Regions from separate parts of the Zea mays genome. Here region 2 is linked to region 1. Evidence: chromatin contacts called from public Hi-C data. All regions are on one chromosome and are shown on one strand. The core of a region is the stretch at or near the end of the contact, and the rest is flanking DNA. Distances in the headings are between cores, read along the strand shown. Region 1 holds the start of LOC103629637. Region 2 has its middle 62 kb from the start of LOC100278741.

The links. Hi-C and Micro-C count contacts between places; a contact is called where the count stands out from the background.
Region 2: a contact with region 1 is called in a Hi-C map of leaf, with 4 times the contacts expected there. The contact joins the enhancer-like site here to the promoter of LOC103629637 in region 1. A contact is called at or near these places in 3 of 25 Hi-C or Micro-C datasets (endosperm, leaf and tassel).

The regions. Positions count from the first base shown.
Region 1 is chr6:100,799,656-100,804,135 of Zm-B73-REFERENCE-NAM-5.0, forward strand. LOC103629637 reads right to left here and starts at 2,799. Exons shown (of 2, transcript XM_020539322.2): 1 at 2,053-2,799; 2 at 857-1,106. The coding sequence starts at 2,494. The coding sequence ends at 1,042. LOC103629638 (BEACH domain-containing protein B) reads left to right here. Exons shown (of 40, transcript XM_020539321.3): 29 at 2,850-3,071; 30 at 3,188-3,646; 31 at 3,726-4,016; 32 at 4,086-4,480.
Region 2 is chr6:100,890,756-100,895,738 of Zm-B73-REFERENCE-NAM-5.0, forward strand. No RefSeq gene overlaps it. Among protein-coding and RNA genes, the nearest start is that of LOC100278741, 62 kb to the right of the region's middle. Within about 2 kb of position 1,451, at least 17 of the 20 cell types and tissues checked have an H3K27ac peak or open chromatin away from gene starts, as enhancers often do. A contact at or near this core is called in endosperm, leaf and tassel, where this site is marked.

The sequences.
Region 1 (4,480 bases), core at 1,549-4,048:
TGCCTACGAGGGGCTTTTCATTGGCTCGATTCCTTTTGAACCGTATGAGAGGATATGGAAAACCTGACCGCCTCCTAAATGTCGGTTTTTTCTGCGGTTAGTTGCTCAAAAAGGTGTTGGACAACTGATCGTCTAGCAAAAAGAGGATTGGATCACCCTGATAGCTGCCCTCTTTGTGAACAAGAAAGTGAAACAATAGACCATCTACTGGTCTCTTGTGTTTTCTCAAGGGAGTGTTGGTTCCTTTTGTTGAGACAATTTGGACTGCATACTCTGTCCCCCTCAACCAGAAAATGATAGTTTCCTGGACTGGTGGAGGACAATAAGTGAAATGGCAGCTGGACAAATGAAGATGAGGATTAACTCCCTTGTTTTGCTTGGTGCTTGGACCTTATGGAAGCACAATAATCAGTGTGTCTTCAAGGGCAGCAATCCGAGTATTGCTGCTGTTCTGGAGCAGGTTGGAGAAGAGCGAAGGTTGTGGGAGATGGCAGGGGCTAAAGGGCTTATTTTCCTAGCAGCTAATCTTCCTCACGGCTAATTTCTGTTTTTTTCCTAAGGCAGTTCAAGGTTTGTTTACTGTTTTGAGGGGTTTAAACCTCAATGTCATGGCTTGTAAGGGCTTCGGCCCAACTTTCTTCTTAAATATAATGATATGCAGCTCTCCTGCATATTTGAGAAAAAAAAATGATGATTGTAACAAATAAAAAAGACCCAATTGGATAATAGTATTGATACCAAATAAGGACTATGTAAAGAGTAATGAGGGATACATGAGACACAACCTAGATTAGAATATTACACTGATATCCTTGACAATTATTATACTTTAACACCCTCTCTCAAATGCAACATGAATGCAATGTCATTGTATTTGGAGAGTTGATACTATACACTAGACTTAAAAAAATATAAAAGAAACGAAGTACATCCAAAATCAAAGATGCCGTTGAACCATATAACTCTTAAAAAAATGTTGATGTAGAAAATGATCTCTACAAGAAGGTAATGATTTCACGACACAGTACTTCAGCAAATACCTCAAACCTTCATAGAATAGTACTTCAAGTCTTCAACTATGAACTTTGCTTTGAAAACTCTGGCCTCTACAAGAATAAAGATATGTATCAAATCAAGTTAAAGGAAGAACAGAGATATCACTCCTGCAAGACAACATGCAGTGATATAGAGCCTATTTGGTTCAGCTTTTTATAACAATTTTTTTAGAATCTAGATTCCTAGAGAATCTAGGTGTGGGGAGAATTTGAATATCGTGAGGTTTACGTGCGGAGGAAGATGAAGTGGTCTATAAGGTTTAGAGTTTAGAAAGGGACGTATTCCTTCCATCGTGCGACAGATTCTAGGTTCATGTTGATTAAACGATTTTCACCAAAGCGATTCTCACATAAGCGGACTGAGTGGAGCGTTTAGCTGCCAAAAGCTGCTTCTGGCGGCTAGAATCCAATTTTAAGCTGAAACAAACTCTCTCATAGAATGGTGATGACGATAAATAGACGGTCGTTGTAACAAAATAGCTAGGAAAGAGACAAGAGGACGTAGGACCTGTTTGGATCTACGGTGCTAAAGTTTTGTAGTACACTTTTAGTAAACTTTAGCACTTAGAGATCCAAACGAGAATGCTAATAGGTGCTAAAAGTAAAAGGTACTAGAAATGAAGTCATAAAACCTAAACCCGACCCGTAATCACATCAATAATGATTATTTAAATAGATGAGCTCAGCTAACCAAAGAAAAAGAATAAAAGTTAACTGCTTTGACAATAAATTTATAGACTCCGCTCCGCATGGACAAACTGTAGCGTGTAGAACTGGAATGGACTGATGCAATGAAATTAAATAAAAAAAGAGCCTCAATAGGATGAGCGAAAGAGACGACACAAGAGAGAAATCCACCAGAGGTGCATAGTTAAACAGGAGAAACCACCACCCACACGGAGGATCCCAAGTGGTCTAGTCGAACAGCATAGCAGACCACCAGCCATAGGCCATAGCAGCAGGTGGCAGAAAACACAGAGCACCAATGTGTGCACACCTCTGACCGCACAGATGGGGATTGCGGTGGTCGGACGTCCATTCCGCTCCTGAAGATGGATGGAGACGGACGGTCGGTCGGTACCTTCCCTCCTTCCGCCCCTGAATTCGGACAGGGCGACAGACAACAGCTCCGCCGGCCGCGTGTACGGGTGACGGCCCTGCGGACAGCAGGGACTAGCGGGGATGGGTGCGGAGATGGGCAGACGAGCGCCGCGACGACGCTCAGATCCCGAACAAGCAAACACATGTTCGCGCGAAGACGACAAAGACGAAGACATACGGCTCTGCGTCGATTCCAATGGGAACTGTGACGACAGGCTCCCACGACGGACGGTGCGCGCCGTGGACGGCACGCGAACTCCTCTAACCGGCGGCGCGGAGATTCCCCTTCGTCTGACGGACGGGTGCGCGGACGACGAATTCCCGTGTGCGGACTCCATGACACCAGCTTGACTGCTCCTGCATAACGACTAGACGCGACTGAAAACAAAAGTCGAAGATTGACGAGGCCGCCCCTAGGACCAGAGTTTGATCTTCCCGGGGGCAGAGCAGCAGAGGGAAGGGTCGGGAAAAATTAACCTTTTGCCAGTGACATATAAAATACAATGTCAGTGATTGAGCTGTCAATGACTGATGGTTAAGTGAATTTCGTAAAGTTGGCAAAAATTAAGACCCCCCCAATAGGACCATATATAGAGTATACGAGGGATACAGGAGAAAAACCCTAGCCCAGAAGATTACACAAGCACCCTTAACTATTATACCTTCACAATGATCAGCTTTATTGGTGTACAGGCTGCTAATGAGGTTAAGCACATGAAGGCTGTTCAGGCTGATCGTTTAAAGAAGCTGCAGGATCTTCGCATGAAGCTTAACGAGTGTTCTGCTACGGAGATAAAGCTAGCGCAGGCCATTGAAGATGAGATACATTTAACTATTACTGCTGTGCTTTCAGCGGATGACAATAGAAAGACAGCTTGTCAACTTGCTTTCCGCGAGGATCAGCAAATTATCAGGGTAACCGAGTCTTTCTTTAATTCAACCAACGCAAATGCTTGTTAAGGAGAAAATTTGTCATGCAGTAACTACTTGCTTTTCTTAGGGGGGAGATAACTATTTGCTTTCTGTATCAGGATAAGTGGATACATATTTCCCGTGCTCTGATGGATGAGAGAGGACCATGGTCTGCTAACCCTTTTCCAAATGATGTTGTGACTCACTGGAAACTTGACAAGACAGAGGATAGATGGAGGCGGCGGTTCAAGTTCAAACGTAATTACAAATTTGATGAACGATTATGTCAGCCTTCACAGTCAAGGAATGAAAGTACAGCAACTTTAGCTGACCAGCTGTACATTAGTGCCAAAATTACTCAGAAAATGAAGCAATTCCTTGTTAAAGGAGTGCGGGGAATCACAGAGGATAGTAGTTACGAACAATTTGAAGACACTAATGACGCGAGTGAATCTTCCCAGAGTAATCCTTCAGAGAGCCAAAACCTTAATAATGCTGCAGATACCTCTGATCATCATGCTTCTGCACATTATAAGAAAGAGCCATCATCTACTAATGGAGATAATGATTATACAAAGGTAAAGAAAAAGCTTTAGTATACATTTCATCTGAAAGCAGAAAACGATTGTTGATTTCTGGTCATTGTCCATTTTGCAGGTGCTATGTTCAGTTCGTTGTGTTTTTGTTACCCCAAAGCGAAAATTAGCAGGACAACTGGATATCACACGAACTGTCATGCATTTTTCTTTTGAATTTTTGGTTGAAGGAACTGGAGGATCATCTGTTTTTAGCAAGTTTAAAGACAAAAAAGATTCAGACTGCAAGAACGAGCTGGGAGGTGTGGACAGACTTGACGGATGCCGAGACAGTATGATTGAAACCAATGGTGTTTTGATGCAAAACCAGTCTAACAAGATCAAACGTCACAAAAGGTGGAACATAACTAAGGTATCTCTCTCCCCTAGTCTTTCCTCTCACTTGCTCACTCTCTTAATCTCCTTCCATACATGTTTACAGATAAAAGGAGTTCATTGGACACGCTACCTACTGCAATATACTGCAATGGAGATCTTCTTTGATGATTCAACTGCACCTATATTTTTAAACTTTTCTTCCCAAAAGGATACTAAAAATGCTGGGACTTTGTTAGTTTCTCTTAGGAATGAAGCTTTGTTCCCTAAAGGAAGTACCAAAGACAAAAATAATATCATTTCATTCGTGGACAGGCGAGTTGGACTTGAAATGGCTGAGAATGCCAGGGAAAGATGGAAAAGGAGGGAAATCAGTAACTTTGAGTATCTTGTGATTTTAAATACCCTTGCTGGAAGATCTTACAATGACTTAACTCAGTATCCTATATTTCCATGGGTATTGGCTGATTACACCTCTGAAAAGCTTGATTTCAACAAGTC
Region 2 (4,983 bases), core at 201-2,700, 90 kb after region 1:
AATTTTGCCACTTAGCACTCAAATAAGATGTGATTAGTGGATCCATATTCTCCACACCAAAGACAATCTGTGTTACACTTCCAGTTTCTCTTTTTAAGTTTGCTTTAGATAGAATTCTATCTTTCAGAACAATCCACAAAAAAACCCTGATTCTATGAGGGATTTTTGCTCTCCATATGACTAGACAAGGGAACCTCTCAAGGCTGTTTTTCATTTTGATGTACAAGGATTTAACAGAGAAATCTTTTTTCTTAAGCATCCAAACGACCTTGTCCTTAATATTCGTAAGACAAGTGTTTTCACAATCTTTTTTCAAATTTTCTAAATCAATAGCACTTCTCCCGAATAACCTTCTCCTGAAGGTCAAAGAATTGCAATTGTTTATCAGTACCGAGTTTACATTTATCTCTTTGTCTAAAGATAACTCATAAAGCCTTCTATATTTCTCAGAAAAAGGAGAGTTGTCGCACCAAGTATCTAACCAGAAACTCGAGTTTTTTTCCATCACCAATCATTTTCACACAATTATCACAGAAGATATCTCTTGTTTCTAGAATTCCTTTCCAGAATTGAGAGTCGCCATGATTTTTTTTAACAAATCTCAACGGTTTTTTTCATATATTTCTCTTTGATGATGGTTTGCCACATACCTTCACCATTCTCCAATTTCCACAACCACTTGGTGAGCAGACTAATGTTCATGCACCTGAGATCGAGAATCCCCAAGCCACCTTGATCTTTTGGGGAGCAGATCGTCTCCCAGTTTGCAAGATGATATTTCTTATGTTTTTTCCACCACACCACATCATTCTTTTTCCTAAATTTGTCCATCTTCTTGATCACAGTGGAGAGGCACGGTAGAGGGAAAGCATGTACAAGGGAATGTTGGATAAGCTGACGTTTATCAAAAACCAGCCTTCCACCTAAGCTTAAACATTTGGCTTGCAAAACTCGTAATTTTTTTTCTCAAACCAATTGAGAAGCGATCAGCTTTTTGTGATCAATATGGATATCCAAGTACTTCATGGGTAAACTTTTTATCGGGGAGGTAAAGATATCTGCATAAATGTCTTTCTTATCAATGGCCCTTCCAAAAACAGTAAACCTCATTTTTTTGGAAATTAATTTTTAATCCAGACATCCGCTCAAACAAGATTAAGATGAATATTGTAAATTCCTTGCATATATTCCAAGTTATCTTGGAGCAGAAAGATGGTGTCATCGGCGCGTGTTGCAAATAAGCACAGCCTCTGTTGAATGTGTTGATAATGCGAGGAATCAGGCCAACCAAAAGCTTTTCTTTTGGATCAAACAAAGTCAAACCATCAGCAGCAATGTTGCTGCCCACGTGCTCCACGTGCCCGCTCTAACTTACGATTTGGTAAGCCAGCACGTAGTCCCAGCAGGGTAGCTAGCTCTAGCTAACTGCCGGTTTTTGCATGTGGGAGTGGGACCGAGCTGACAGAGACGTGACTTGCCAAAGCCGGTAAGTGGAAGTGGCTGTCTCAACCATGCTCCATGCATGCATGCAAAAAGAAGATACGAGGAGCACACCAAACATAGGAGAGATCGAGCAACGCGCACGTGCGTTGCGTGCCAACCCAATCATCAAGCGGGGGCGGGGAGCCCCGCCGCCGCCGGGTTTAAGACCACGCCGGCCGGCTCTCCTATCTCGCCTCACTTTCACCTCTTCGTTCCATTCCACCGCCGCATCATATCCTAGCTTCTCTCTGAATTCTTCCGGTCGATCAGGGAGCGCAGCGCAGAGGCGTGTCAGGGAGGTCCGCGCGCGGTCGGTCGATCAAGGCCGAACAATGCAGAGGGGCGTCGCGGCGGCAACCGCGGGCGGGGGCACGCCACCGGCGCCGGAGAAGACCACCAAGGAGCAGGCGAGAGCGATCGTGCGCGCGGCGCAGAGGGCCGTGGAGGAGGAGGATGCCAGGACCAGGAGAGGGGGCGACGACGGCGGCGGTGGCGCCGGGCCGAGCCTATCGTTCAAGAAGTCGCTCCAGTGGTTCCTGGAAGGCCGCAAGAACAAGCTCGCCACGGTGGCCGCCACCGCCGGGATCCATCGCCAGCTTGAGGGCGACACTACGCTGTCATCTATTTACTAAAATTGACGGCAGATGTAGTGCTTCTTTTTTTTCTTTTTCTTTTTTTTTTGGAAAGGGAAGTTTCTTTGATACAAAGATTTTTTGGCTCACAAAATTTCAGCCCCTACTTCTTAGAATAAGTCTCGTGGTTTGTGGGAAGGACAACAGCAGTCTTTTTGGTCTTTGCTACAGGACAACAGTCCTGCAGTTTCTTTGGTCTTTGCTACAGGACAGCAGCCCTGCAGTTTCTTTGATCTTTGCTACAGGACAGCAGCCCTGCAGTTTTCTAGTCTTTGCTACAGGACAGCAGTCCTGCAGTCTGTTGGTCCTTGCTACAGGACAACAGTCCTTTGGTCTTTGCTGCAGTATGGATAGCGGCAGTCTTTGCTGCAGTGTGGTGTGGACAACAGTTAGCATCTGCTTTCGTAAAGGTGTAGGACAGCATCTAGTGTAGTTATAGTATAGGACAACATCTTAGGAGCATATGCTCGATACTTCGGCAGCTCCTTGGGCTATAAGTATGTATCTCAACCCTTAGAAAGACATAGCATTGTGTAGTATTTGAAGAAATAAACAGAAAATTGCTCCAACTCATAGTGTCATCCTCTTGATGAGAGTAAGACTTACAATTGGTATCAGAGCCAAACTATCCTGCAGCCTAAATAGCTCATCTCCTTCCCATGCCTCTCCCCACACTCAGTCGCCAACAAAAGCTCCAATTGTTCCTTCCTCTCCTGCTCAGATGAGCAGCCTTTCGTCTGAGACAGCCTCTTCCACACGTAGTGACCCCTCACTAGCCCACCATGTCCCTACGCTCGGTCACTTCGAGTGCGCGGCGCCAGCAGGAGGCCGAGGTCGCCGCAGCACAAGAACGCGAGCGAGCAGCAGCAGCGGTTGCAGCGACAGCGGCGAGGGCAGCACGACTGGCGGCGGCGGAACTGGCAGCAGCGGTTGCAGCGACAGCGGCGAGGGCAGCACGACTGGCAGCGGAGGTGGCGGATGCTGCACATGCGGTGGCAGCAGAGCTTGAGACTCTGCGCGGCAGTAGAGCCAGCAGCTCTGCTTCTGTCGACGACAACACCGACGAAGGGCTCAGGCTGGCGAGGGAAGCAGCGCGAGAGCAGGCGGCACAGTGGGCAGCCGCGCATCCCTATGGGGCGCACGTGGCGACAGCCCAAATAGGCGTCGGCGCGCCGACGGCGCTCCGGGCGAGGGTGCACGCGGCTACAGCCCAGACGAGCGTAGACACGCCGACGGTGCTCCCGGCGGCGGCGACCGAGTCGACGGAGATCGCGGCCTCTACAAGCGGCACGGCTCTTCCTCCCCGGATCGGTACCATGGTCGTCGCATGGCCCAGGCCATTGTCAGGGACATCGGTCCCGGCGGTGGGTGGCCTACCCTCACCAAGACCAACTACGTCGAGTGGGCCGCGGTGATGAGGGTACGACTCCAGGTTCGCCACAGTGGGAAGCAATTCGGGACGGCGACGCCGGCTGCCACGAAGATTGACGAGCGCTGGATGCCCTCATTGCTGTAGCCCCGCCCGAGATGCAGTTTTCGCTTTCCCAGAAGCGGACTGCCAAGGAGGCCTGGGACGCCATCGCTGCGACCCGCATTGGCAGCAACCGTGCCCGCAAGACCACACTGCAGACACTTCGCAAGGAGTGGGAGAACCTGGCCTTCAAGCCAGGTGAGGATGTTGATGACTGTTAGGGGCCTGCTTTGTCGCCGAAGGTCCTTTTTCGTCGCCGAAGGTCCTTTGAGAAGAAGCACCTTCGAAAGATCAGCGTATAATCAAACACAGGACGAAGGTACACGCTAAAGCTACTATCCAGAAAGCTTCGGCATAGCGACATGCCTTGAGACGAAGGGCTGCACCGACTTAAGGAGGAAAAGACTGTTCGGTCCATGATGATTTGTGTCATGATTGTAACTAGTCATCAGGGGCATAAATGTAATTCTGACCAGGCTGTGTCCCGTGCCTATAAATAGGTGAACAGTACCCCCGTACTGTTCATGCTAACTTGTATTTGCTCGTGCGTCACGCTTGGACTTTTACCTTCTGTCAAGCCGAAGGTATAAATGTAATTCAATATTATTCCTATTTATCCATGATAATCAAAAGAATATAGATATTAATAATGCGATATGATTATTCATGTTGTTTTTCATATTTCATATGCTTCTTCTTTCATTAATATACACTGCGATGATGAAGGTTTGTCCTTCATGACTTTCGTCTGAAGATCATTATATTCTAAGGGAAATAATGCTTTGAAGGACGAAGGGCATTAACCTTTAACATTTTGTGTTGCCTTGTTCTTAACTCATAGCATTTGAGAACAATTCCCCAACATTGGCGCCCACCTCCGGTGAACTCACTTCCACTTTTGAGCTGATGGCTTCGTTCAGCAACCAAGTCGTAGCACCTTCGGCTACGAAGCTGGTGCTCCCGATAACAAGCGGTTCAATCTCAGAGCCAGCTAACAAGAAGCAGAAGAAGGAAGCACAGAGAAGGGTGCAGCATGTTGGGGTGCAGGGACCCTTCATCAAGTCCAAATGGTCCCACATCCCAATCAGCTTCTCCTAGGAGGAACTTCAGCTTAAGGATTACCCTCACAATGATGCTATGGTCATATCTTATGTCATCAAGGGGTTTCTGGTCCATAATGTTCTGGTTGACACAGGCAGTGCAGCGGATATCATATTTGCTAAGGCCTTCAGACAGATGCAAGAGCCAGAAGACAAGATTCATGATGCTACACACCCTCTTTGTGGCTTCGGAGGAAGGCAGATTGTGGCACTTGGCAAAATCACAATGCCAGTTACCTTCGGCTATGTCCACAATACAAGAACTAAGCAAGTTGTTTTTGACATTGTTGACATGGAG